Linked DNA regions of Zea mays: regions 1, 3 and 4 are each linked to region 2. Evidence: chromatin contacts called from public Hi-C data. All regions are on one chromosome and are shown on one strand. The core of a region is the stretch at or near the end of the contact, and the rest is flanking DNA. Distances in the headings are between cores, read along the strand shown.

What was found. A called contact is a pair of places that touch in the nucleus more often than the background predicts.
Region 1: a contact with region 2 is called in a Hi-C map of tassel, with 2.4 times the contacts expected there. The contact joins the enhancer-like site here to the promoter of LOC100216715 in region 2. A contact is called at or near these places in 3 of 25 Hi-C or Micro-C datasets (bundle sheath, ear and tassel).
Region 3: a contact with region 2 is called in a Hi-C map of leaf, with 5 times the contacts expected there. The contact joins the promoter of LOC100272910 here to the promoter of LOC100216715 in region 2. A contact is called at or near these places in 3 of 25 Hi-C or Micro-C datasets (ear, leaf and tassel).
Region 4: a Hi-C map of endosperm shows a contact between it and region 2, with 2.6 times the contacts expected there. The contact joins the promoter of LOC103649872 here to the promoter of LOC100216715 in region 2. A contact is called at or near these places in 6 of 25 Hi-C or Micro-C datasets (bundle sheath, ear, endosperm and 2 more).

Annotation. Positions count from the first base shown.
Region 1 is chr3:26,709,356-26,712,055 of Zm-B73-REFERENCE-NAM-5.0, reverse strand. No RefSeq gene overlaps it. Among protein-coding and RNA genes, the nearest start is that of LOC103649878, 28 kb to the right of the region's middle. Within about 2 kb of position 1,360, at least 18 of the 20 cell types and tissues checked have an H3K27ac peak or open chromatin away from gene starts, as enhancers often do. A contact at or near this core is called in bundle sheath, ear and tassel, where this site is marked.
Region 2 is chr3:26,511,058-26,513,757 of Zm-B73-REFERENCE-NAM-5.0, reverse strand. LOC100216715 (CDP-diacylglycerol--serine O-phosphatidyltransferase 1) reads left to right here and starts at 1,360. Exons shown (of 13, transcript NM_001143120.1): 1 at 1,360-1,592.
Region 3 is chr3:26,309,337-26,312,036 of Zm-B73-REFERENCE-NAM-5.0, reverse strand. It overlaps LOC100272910 (Glycosyltransferase family 61 protein), which reads right to left and starts at 1,321. Exons shown (of 4, transcript NM_001147362.1): 1 at 1,024-1,321; 2 at 786-878; 3 at 514-639; 4 at 1-294. The coding sequence starts at 1,168.
Region 4 is chr3:26,362,374-26,365,073 of Zm-B73-REFERENCE-NAM-5.0, reverse strand. It overlaps LOC103649872 (Glycosyltransferase family 61 protein), which reads left to right and starts at 1,301. Exons shown (of 4, transcript XM_020550139.3): 1 at 1,301-2,139; 2 at 2,206-2,416; 3 at 2,628-2,700. The coding sequence starts at 2,239. LOC118476642 (a long non-coding RNA gene) reads right to left here. Exons shown (of 2, transcript XR_004857097.1): 1 at 2,596-2,700; 2 at 2,025-2,493.

The DNA of each region.
Region 1 (2,700 bases), core at 111-2,610, 200 kb before region 2:
TCTGGTGCACATATTAGTTTTGAATATCTATGAAATTTGTCTTAATTTAAAATGTGGACTTAGAATATTACGAAATTTTCCAATGAATATCACGAAGTAATCTTGAAATCTACCCCTACAATATTCTTTTGGTAGGGAGCAATCCTGTGAATTTTACAACAGTTGTTGTAGCAGTGGAAGGAGGGTGAAACATATGGTTGGACGAAATGCTCGTGACTCGTCGGCTCGTTCGGTTCGTGGTTAGCTCAGCTCGTTTGAATTTTTCACGAGCTGAGTTGACATCCTAGTTCGGTTCGTTAACGAGCCAGTTCGGTTTGTAAACGAGCCAGCTCGCGAGTTAAACGAGCTACCACATTTCACTAAAACGAAACTATATGCATATTATTTATGTAACAATTGATAAACATGCTATATGTATGTGTGGTGTCTATGGTCTATGAGTTAAATTAATTATTGATGAACTGTGTCTACATGTTAAATTGTCTATGTACTTAGAATATTGTGCAATTTTCAATGAATATTACCAAGTACGCTTGAAACCTACATGTGAGCAGTCCTGTGAATTTTACAGCAGTTGCTGTAGCAGTGGAAGGAGGGTGATACATTTACCGCTGAAGACATGACACACACGTACCAGGGAAAGGGATCTGCCAGCAAACGGTTGTAATAACCAGGGGCGTCATGGATGAGCATGGAGTTTCCTTATTTGTTGGTCAAATATTATTTCAAGAGCTAGGACTAGTTTGGGAACCTAATGGATCTTCATCTTGCAAAGGAAAATTAGCTTATTTTTCCTTAGAAAAATAGAAATATTGGGGAGTTTCTAAACTAGCCTTTAGATATTTTTTATTTGGGATTATAATCTGACCAAATTATATAATCTAATATATTTTTAATCTGGGTGTGTTTGTTTCACTCTTAGATTATATAAGTGGATTATAATGCAGGAGTAGAAAAGTAAAATATTACATTGTGACCACAGATAAGCTGAAATAAGATAGTATTGGGTATCTTATTTCAACTTATTTATAATCCTAAAGTGGTATTTACCTTCTACCTTTCTAGCATAGTCCAACTTATATAATCTAGAAGGAAAAAACATGATATATATACAGTGTAAAAGCTGTTAAATTATATAATCTAGATAAATTATAATCTCAATCAAACATGCCCAGTGGCGGCTGAAGATTACGGTGCGTACTGCGTAATCTCCTAGTGGAAAAGCGAACGGAATGCTTTCTCTGTGGACTTGGGAGCGAAGCAAGTGGTTGTGGGCTGGGCTGGCCCAGGAACATGTATGCTGCTTCCTCTTGTAGTCTTGTTATTTATTATGGCGAGCAGGCCTCGGGTCTCGCAGTGGCCACTGGCAGGCTGCAAAACCGGAGAGAAAAAGGGTACCAACCAATTGCGCAGCGGTGGAGCCTTTGGTAGTGACGAGAGATGACGTACGACTACCACCTCCACCAATATATAGTCGGGTGCTGCATGTGCCACTGCTCCAACTGCAACAGGCAGGCAGGTGGCAGGCTCCTCCGTCGTCGACCAGGATCAGTAGAGGATCGGGGCGGATGATTAGTTTAGTGGTTTCCCTTTACCACACATAACATAAGCTGGCCGTGGCAGACGCCTTGTGTTGATTAATTGCGCCTCGTGTCTCCGCGATCACAGAGGATACTCCTCAGCAGGCAGGCACCATGCCATGTTCCTTCCGGCTTGTTTAAATTGTCAGAGGATATATATCGGAGGAGTACGTTGACTCTTACTAAAACTAACTCGCATGCATTACCCATGCATGCAGAGTAACGCATGCAATGCAGAGGGATGGACGGCCGCGGGTGCGGGTGCGACGACCGATCGTTCAATTTAACTGGCTAGCTAAAGTTTTACAAATTTGCTTCTCTTCACATACAGATACGGTATTGTCGCGCACGTGCTTGCACGCATCATGCGTAGGGTACGCGGCATCGTTCCACATGGCGTGGTACCGACTGTTGGTGTGGTGGTGGTGGTCGTGGTCGTCGTCGTCGTGTAGTTACAGCTAGGGGTCAGTTTCAGAATCGACCTTATCATCATCATTAGCTGTAGCGCTTTGCTTAATTAATGAGCCCGCCCGCATGGCATGGCGTGGCGTGGCTCCCCGTCCCCCGACCCCCCTTCCGTTCCTGTGGCGCCATTAATCCGCTCAAGTGCAGAACGACCTGAATGGATATTTATAATAACTGCGTGCGAGCGGAGCGGAGAGGAGTGCCGGCCACCAGTGACCAGTGCGCGCGCGCGCCATCATTAGCGAGCAGACACGTACGGCGAGCATGGACGCGCAGCATGCAGGGGAAAAAGGCTGCTGCTGCAAGTGATAAATATAAGCAAGCTCCGTCGATCGACGCGGGAGGCGGCGGCGGCGCGCGCCAACAACAACCGCCGCGCGCGCGCCGCCGACGAGCGAGCACACGTGAGGTGCGGAGGTCGAGGGGAGCTAAGCTAGGGCGCTGAGCCTGAGCGGCAGGCCGGCATGCGCCTCGACCGTGTGTGCGTGTGGGTCGCCGTACGTGGCCCTCACATGCGTGCGTGTGTGCGTGCGTGCCTCTGATCTGGGGCCGGTTGTTGGAGGGGGCATGCAAGCGTGGTCGCCGTATAGCGTATACGTAATACCACGGCCGGACTACGGTATATATACCTACACGCACCGCAGTGGGTGGAGTA
Region 2 (2,700 bases), core at 111-2,610:
CTCTGTATGTAGCATACTAGCATCTCACTCCAACAAACTATCTGTCTAATTTGGCTAGTCAGGTGGCTAGCCAAATTTGACTAGTGAGAAAGTCAATTTGAAGAGTCTGATAGCTTGGCGAGTCAGATAGCTAATCTGTTGGAGAGTTATTTTGCTATTGAGTAGCCAAAATTTGGCTTGACGAGTTATCTAACTAGTCTCTTGGAGATGCTCTAACTTGTTTGTTATAGGATATGTTGGAATAAGATGTTACATATAGATTGTAATTTTTATGAAAAGTTAAATAAAAAATCAAAATCGAAAGAAAAAATAAAGAGTCTGTCGGAGATGCTCTTTATACATGTACAGCAAGCAGGTGAGGCATCTAGTCTTTTTCCTTTTTTTGCAATTGAATTTGCAGCGGGAGAATTTTTTTTCTCTTCCATTGCAAATTTGCACAATCCTTTTATTTGGCCGAAATCAGAGATTATTACAAGGAACCAAGGAAGATCTCTTGGAATAGAAGCTGAGTTAGCCGGCTAGTTAGCCTCGCCCCCTTTAGGGTCTGATCAGTTAGGGAGAGATTAAAAGGGTTAGATGCTATTCGTTTAGTCTAATCCATAGATATTGATAGGGATTAAATTCTCTACAAGTTAAAATCCTCACCAATTTCTTCCAATCTCAATCCCCATGGTTTAGAGATAAAACTAACATGGCCTAGAGATGAAACTAACATGGCCTTATACATGTACTATTTGCCAAGCTATTTAACTATTAAACGTCTGTACTGGCTAGATTTACAGTTTGAAATTAACAAAACGGCATGTGTCGCATTAGCTAGCTGCGCTTAACCAGCACGGTGGCACTGAACTGGGGGACATCATTTAAGTTTTATTTTGGCGTCTTATGATTAAGGGCCTCTTTGTTTACCCCCCAGATTATATAATCTGGATTAAATAATCTTAAGAGGCAAACAAACAGTCTAGCTTATTTGCCCAGATTATATAATCTAATCCATTGGATTATATAATCCTCCAAAAATAATCCAGATTATATAATTCATTGGGGTAAACAAACAGGCCCTAAATCAAGAAGAGGGGGTGGTGGTGGTGGTGGTGGTGGTGGCACCTCCATGGAGGGTCCTACTCCTACCTCTGTCTATGAGAGAGAAAGAGAGCGTTTAAAAAAATTAAAAGAAAAAACAGAGGGGAGAGTGAACCATCATCAATGCTCCAATGATCCCCCTTCAAGACTCCGATTCCTTTCTCCCCCCTCTCTCTATCTCGAGCCTTTTCTTTGACCGCCTCTCTCTCTAACCTCTTATATAAGATGAGAAGATTCGCTCTTCACCGCCTCGCAGGGCTACACTCCATTCTATCCCTCTCTATATCCCCCCGCACCCTCTCCTGGTCCTGGCCATCTCCATCTCCCGTCTCTCTCTCTCTCTACGAACTCCACCTCGCGAACAGCCGCTGCTTGCCTGCCGCGTTGGAGAGAACGGAAGAAAAGCGAGCGAGGGAGAGGGACAGCAACTCCCTCGGTCGCTTTCGACGGCCTGGATCTCCCCGCACGCGGGATCGTACGACCGGCACGCTGTTGTCGCTTTCCACCGCGTACGTGCTCCCTCCCTCCCCCGCCTGGCCCTGGTCGCCTCCCTTTCCTCCATGTCGACCATGTTCCGGTTCCCATCGCCATCCCCGCAGAAATCCCGCGGATTAACTTTTCGGCTCCGGGGAGCCCTAATCATGTTTTTTTTCAGCGCCGGGCGGCCCCGTTCCTGCGGTTATGCCCGGCCTCCTCCTGTCCTGGGGCTTGGGCACCGTACGCAACGGCACGGTCTCTGCCGCTGGCGGCCGGCGGCTACCCGGCAGTTGCCGTTTCAGTTTATCGTCGCGGCGTTGATTAATGCGCTCCTGGCCGTTCGCCGGCGAACCACCGGTCGCGGGCGGGCGGGCGGGCGTGCGGACCTGCGGGGCAGGCTCAACGGAACGCCGCCTTTTCCGGTGTTTTATGCTGTTGTTAATGCCCAGTGCCGTGTAAAGGCCGTCCTTTCCCCCACCTCGATTTCATTGCCTGCATTGCATCGCTCTGCCGCGTTTGACTGCTCATCTAGCAGCCTTTATTTCGCCCCCTCCCTGCTTACCGTTTCTCTGGTGTGCACTTCCCTTGAGAGCGCTCCCGTTCGTGGGAGTCGCCGGCGGATTCCCACCGGATTTGATGCGCGCATCTTCAAATTCGCGGCCTTTTTTTTTTGCTGCCTCGCAAAAGCTGCTGCGTCTTAGCTTTTCCGGCTTCTTAATTTGGACGATGTGTACGGATCACTGTCGGCCCTAATTATTTCCACAGTTTTTTAACCCGCGGGCTGTTTTATATGTGTTTCTTTTTGAATTGCTCGATCCCTTCTGGCGCTCTTCATCTTCTTCCGTGGAATGGATTTTTCCTTTGCTCGGCCTTGCCCTTTGCTGCCTCAGGTCCCGTCTGTTTTGCTCTAACGCAGCATCTGGTTGCAGCAGCACACCACACCCCTTCTGTTGTTTTGGAATAACTGGAAGCCTTTCGGGTTTGGAATTTGGCACCTAGCCTGAATGCCACCGAAACCATTTTGGAGATGAGTGGGATTCATTAAGTGATCCCTGGCAAATGATTGAGCAAGCAGTGACAACTTGTACTTAGCAAAGTAGGTTTTATGCTTCAAGGGTACGACTGCAGCCTGATGTTTGT
Region 3 (2,700 bases), core at 72-2,571, 200 kb after region 2:
CCGGCGCGTCGGCGCTGGACGCCAGCTCGCGCACCGTCACCTCCTTGATCCCGCCCTGGTGCTTCCGGGAGTAGGGGCGGACGCGCCACTCCTGCGGGTTCGGGTTGCCGCCGCTCTCGATGGACGGCGCGATCAGCACGGTGCCCGCCGACCCGTGGATCCGCACGTCGCCGTCGATGTCGCACACGTCGGACGCCCACGGGCCCTGGATGTCGCACGCCGGCTTCTTGGCCGGAGCACTCTCCGTGGCGACGCCATCGCCGCCGCTGATACCACTGCTCCTACCATCATCGTCTGCAGGATTGGATGCTTTCAGACAGAAGCAATGAATATGAAACTAACACGTCTCTGCTCTGCACACGGCCACTTTCGGTTCTAAAATAAAAAGTAGACGAGTTCGAGACTGATCGCAAAGCAAAAGCATACAGAATAAGCTCGTGTGCTAGCTTTCTTTTTCTTTGTCACGATTGATGATGAGGATGAAAAGAAGGGGGGTGTGGATTTGCAAAGTACCAGGGACAGGCTTCTTCTGGTCCTCATCTGTTTCAGCATGGGGCCCTTCAACATCAACGCGTGGCGGCTTCTCTTCCTTCGGAGGCTTCTCCTCCGGTGCAACCTCTGGCTTGGGTGGCTTCTCCTCTGCTCATGGTAAGAAAAACAGACGTGGTATTTTTAAAAAAATGATAAATTTTGCTGAATTCTCATCACCAAATTAACGTGCTCTGATTATTCGTTGACAGGAAGGAAGGAAAGACAAGGCGGGGCCGGGTAGAGGCTGATTTTACCTATGGCAGGAGGCTGCTGCCTCTTCTCTTCGACGGCCGAGGTGATCGGCGACCTCGTGGTGTGCGCGTGGCCCGGCGATGTCCTCCGAACAGCTGCGCACGTCAGCTCAATTCCCATCAGTTTCCGCAGGAAATAACTTGCTCAAACTGGAATGGTGTTTTAATTATTGAGCCCCAGCCTCCTATGGATTTTCTGCTGGAACCAAACCCATGTCAGACTCAGAGCAATTGAACTCACCGTTGGGCGCCGTGATCGCGAACTGCTCGGAGACGGTGAAGTAGGTGAGGAGCACGAGGAAGAAGCCGAGCAGGAAGCCAACGCCGAGGTACTTCTGCGCGGCGCCCTTCACGTTCCTGATGACCTTCCCCGGGTCGCCGCCCATCTTCCGTCGTCGTCGTCGTCGTCGTCTCCGGCGAGCGCGTGAACCCCTGGCTCCCTCTCCCCTTTCAGCTTACTCGCTGGCTTCCTCCCCCGCGCCGTGATGATAGAGAGATATGGAGGCCTCGCCGCCGCGTGTGCAGCAGGTCTCCCCGGGACACCTTAGCTACGCGGACACGGGAGGAGAACCTTCCGAGAACTCTCTTCAATGGACCGGTTCTTGGTGGTGCGTGATGAGTTTTATGGGCGGGCGACTACGGCTGCTGGCAGCTGGCCCGAGGGGAAGACCGAGCCAAACGCCGCTCTCCCTCGTGATGGCTATGTTTTAGAAATTATGCTTAGGTCACGTTTCGATCCGCCCAGTAAACTATTAGCTGGGAAAAAATAGCTAATTGTTAGCTAGGTGATACTCCCTCTGTTCTATGATATAATGTGTAACAACTTTTTATTCTTGTCCCACAATATAAGTCATGCTCTCTTTATCTGTATGTATACGATACAGTGGTATATAAAGAATTAAATATATTTCTTAATCTTTGAATCAGAGATGGTTATGCCTTATATACTGGAACGAAGAAAGTAGACGAGAACTTATTAGCTGGTTTATTAGTTAAGGGTCATCTAATTCTTAATAGCTAATTGTTAGCTGTATGTGGTCTAAACTGAATTTTAGGCATATAATCACAAGCATTATTGTCGGGGATCATAATTAGGGGTACCCTCAATGCTCCTAATTCTCAGCTGGTAACCACCATCAGCATAAAGCTGCAAAGGCCTGATGGGTTCGATTAAGTCAGGGACCAGTCCATTCGAGGGACTCGATCACGCCTCGCCCGAGCCCAGCCTCGGACAAGGGCAGCCGACCCCGGAGGATCTCCGCCTCGCCCGAGGCCTCCCTCCAGCGGCGAACATATTTCCGGCTCGCCCGAGGCCCTGTCTTCGCCAAGAAGCAACCCTGACCAAATCGCCGCACTGACCGGCCAAATCGCAGGAGCATTTAATGCAAAGGTGGCCTGACACCTTTACCCTGACGCGCGCCCCTCAGCCGACAGAGCCGAAGTGACCGCCGTCACTTCGCCGCTCCACTGACCGGTCTGACAGAAAGACAGCGCCGCCTGCGCCGCTCCGACTGCGGTGCCACATGGCAGAGTGAGGCTGACAGGCAGTCAGGCCCAGCCGCGCGCACCATAGGAAGCTCCGCTCCGCCCGACCCAGGGCTTGGACTCGGGCTAAGCCCCGGAAGACGGCGAACTCCGCTCCGCCCGACCCAGGGCTCGGACTCGGGCTAAGCCCCGGAAGACGGCGAACTCCGCTCCGCCCGACCCAGGGCTCGGACTCGGGCTAAGCCCCGGAAGACGGCGAACTCCGCTTCACCCGACCCCAGGACTCAAATTCCGCCCTGGCCTCAGCCAACAGCCTCCGCCTCGCCCGACCTAGGTGCTCGGACTCGACCTCGGCCACGGAAGACGGACTCGACCTCGACCTCGGAGGAGCCTCCACATCGCCCCAACCTAGGGCGCAGGCCGGCCACGTCAA
Region 4 (2,700 bases), core at 52-2,551, 150 kb after region 2:
AGATAAAAAAACGGCCCACTCCATGCATCTGCGGTTCTTCTGGGCCAAGCCATTGAAACACTCATCATGTTTTAGTGGACCAAAAGCTAGAAGCATAGTTAGAGATGGCAACGGGTACAAACCCGCTGGGTTTTGCCATCCCAAACCCGTACCCGTGAAAAATGTCTATGCCCATTAAAAAACCCGTACCCATGACGGGTTTGAGATTTTGCCCAAACCCGTACTCATCGGGTTAGCGGGTACCCATGGGTTACCCGCGGGTTTCATCTCCAATATACTTGTTCTTCTCATAATCAATAAGTATCGTAATGATTAATGATATCATGATCCAAAATCTATGTAATGAACAACGATTTCATGATTTGGTATAAAAAATATTAGTAGAGAGAATGGAATACATATAATAAGTTGTATAATTAAGTGACCTTGCACTAAGTTATCCATCCACCACATATATAACACTAGTAAAAACTATAATAGCAAGCAAACAACACTCTCACCGACTACTAACACATTCACCAATTGATAAAAATTATGAAGTAAATAAGGAATAACAAGTTTGTTGTTAGTTTATAAAATAAAATGACAATATGCATTAGGTTTGGTCGGGTTTAAAAAACCCACGGGTTCACGGGTTTGGGTACTATAGGAACAAACCCGTACCCATAAACCCGCTGGGTATAGATTTATGCCCATTAACAAATCAATGAGTATGAAAATTGACCCAAACCTGTACCCTAATGGGGTAAAAACCCATCGGGTTTCGGGTTTCGGGTACCCATTGCCATCTCTTCTGCATAGTGCTAGACCAAGCTGTTGCACAGAGCTACCATCGGTTCTGTTGGACCAAGCAAAGTGGCGAGTAGCTGCTGCTGCTCAAACTGGTTCTGACGCTGCAGAAGCAAAACATAGAATCCACGGCACGAACCTACGCTTGGAAGCAAAGCAACGGAAGAGGGACCACAACACAGACGAGCACGTCGTCCACTGTGCTACTTTGCACCTTCTACGTTCCGCTCCCTGTTCCATTTTCTTTCTCTCTCTCTCTCTCTCTCTCTATATACAATTGGATTGATCAAACTCCATAAATTAATCTCTACGTACCTGAGCAGCCGTGTGGTCCGTCCAACTATGGTACATTCTGCTGCTTCAAATTACACGAGTGTATGGCAGACTACGTACACAGATCTCGAGTTCTCGATCGACCAATTTATTAATTTGTATGCCGGCCTCGCCTCCGATCGAGTACAGTACACACTGGTCGAGTTCGCCGCCGGCTGCGTGTTTATTTGCTTGTAATCCGCTCATGGCGGCCACCGTACCGGCCGGTCTCGCTCCTCACCTTCTCTTTCCTTCCTTGCTGACACCGTTATAGTTTGCAACATCCGTCAGCATGTGCAGGTGCGACTGCGGCTGGTGGCCGAACAGGACACGTTGGCTCGCCGCATAGCATGGCTCTCCGGCCCGAGAAGCCCGGACACAGCCACCGCGCGCAGCCAGGCAAACAGCGAGGTTTTGGGGGGCGGCTTCTTGGCCAGGACGAGCGCTACGGTTGCCGTCATTTCCCTCGGACCGGCCGGCCTGGACGCACGTACGTTTCGGAGCCTAATTCGGACTCGTGTTTTGACCCGTCGTGGGCCTGTCATCTCCCGAGACCAGGACGAGTCGGAGCCTAATTCAGGGACGTTACAGTTAAGGACTCGCTAAAACGTGCGGGCCGGGGCGAGAAAGCAATCCGAATTCTTATCGTCTGCAGCTCTAGCTAGTGCGCGCCGGCCTCCGTCTCTGCTAGCTCGTGAGTCATGCCTCTCGTGGTCATGGGCTCATGGCTACTAATAACACGTTTGGTCAGTATACAATACGGTACAATGCATGTAGTGTAGTAGGTTGGCAGTGTTAGGCTGGCGATGGTGTAAAGGTACGGTGAAACGCCCCTCATATAGCTTGACCTGCTCGATCGCTCGCTTTTCTCCACGCTACGGCTCATGATGCGCATGGGATGGGACTATGGGAGAGCAAAAGAGTTTATAATCCGCTCTCCTCTGGTCTCCATTTTATATATGTCTTAGGTGGTGGTGGTGGAGGCAAGAGCTACGAGAGTTGGCCCAGCAGCGAGTGATCACTTGAGGAGCTCAACAAGTGAGTACATCGAGGAAGAATGATCCGCCTCTAGTTCTTGGGATCCACCTCTCTCTCTTGTCTTAGGCTCGGAGACCTTCCGAAGACGAGAAGCTAGATATGGCTGCGCTGGCCCGCGGCGCGGCCATGAAAGGCGGCGGCGACAAGAATAAGAAGGTGGCGGCAGGTGGCAGGTTGCTGTCCGTCGTCGCCGTCGGCTGCTTCCTCCTCTTCGTCGTCGTCGTCTTCACGCTCTCCTCCCGACGCTACGCCACCCTCGTCCTCGACGCTCGTGATCGTGAGTGCGCTTCTGCCTTCTCGATCTGCTTCCGATCTGAGCGACCCACGTACTGTCGTGCGCGCGTGCGTGTGTACCTGCACCGTTATGCTATACATATATGATTTTGTGGGCATCATATCCTCGTGCATGCATCGGCTCTCAATCGATCAATGAACTGATGATCACGAGCCACTTACACCCACTGATTTGTACGCACTTGTTCTTTCAGGCCGAGGTGACTTCCACCCGTCGCAGCTGCAGGGGGGCAGCCACGGCGGCGGCGGCGGCGAGGGTGACCTCAA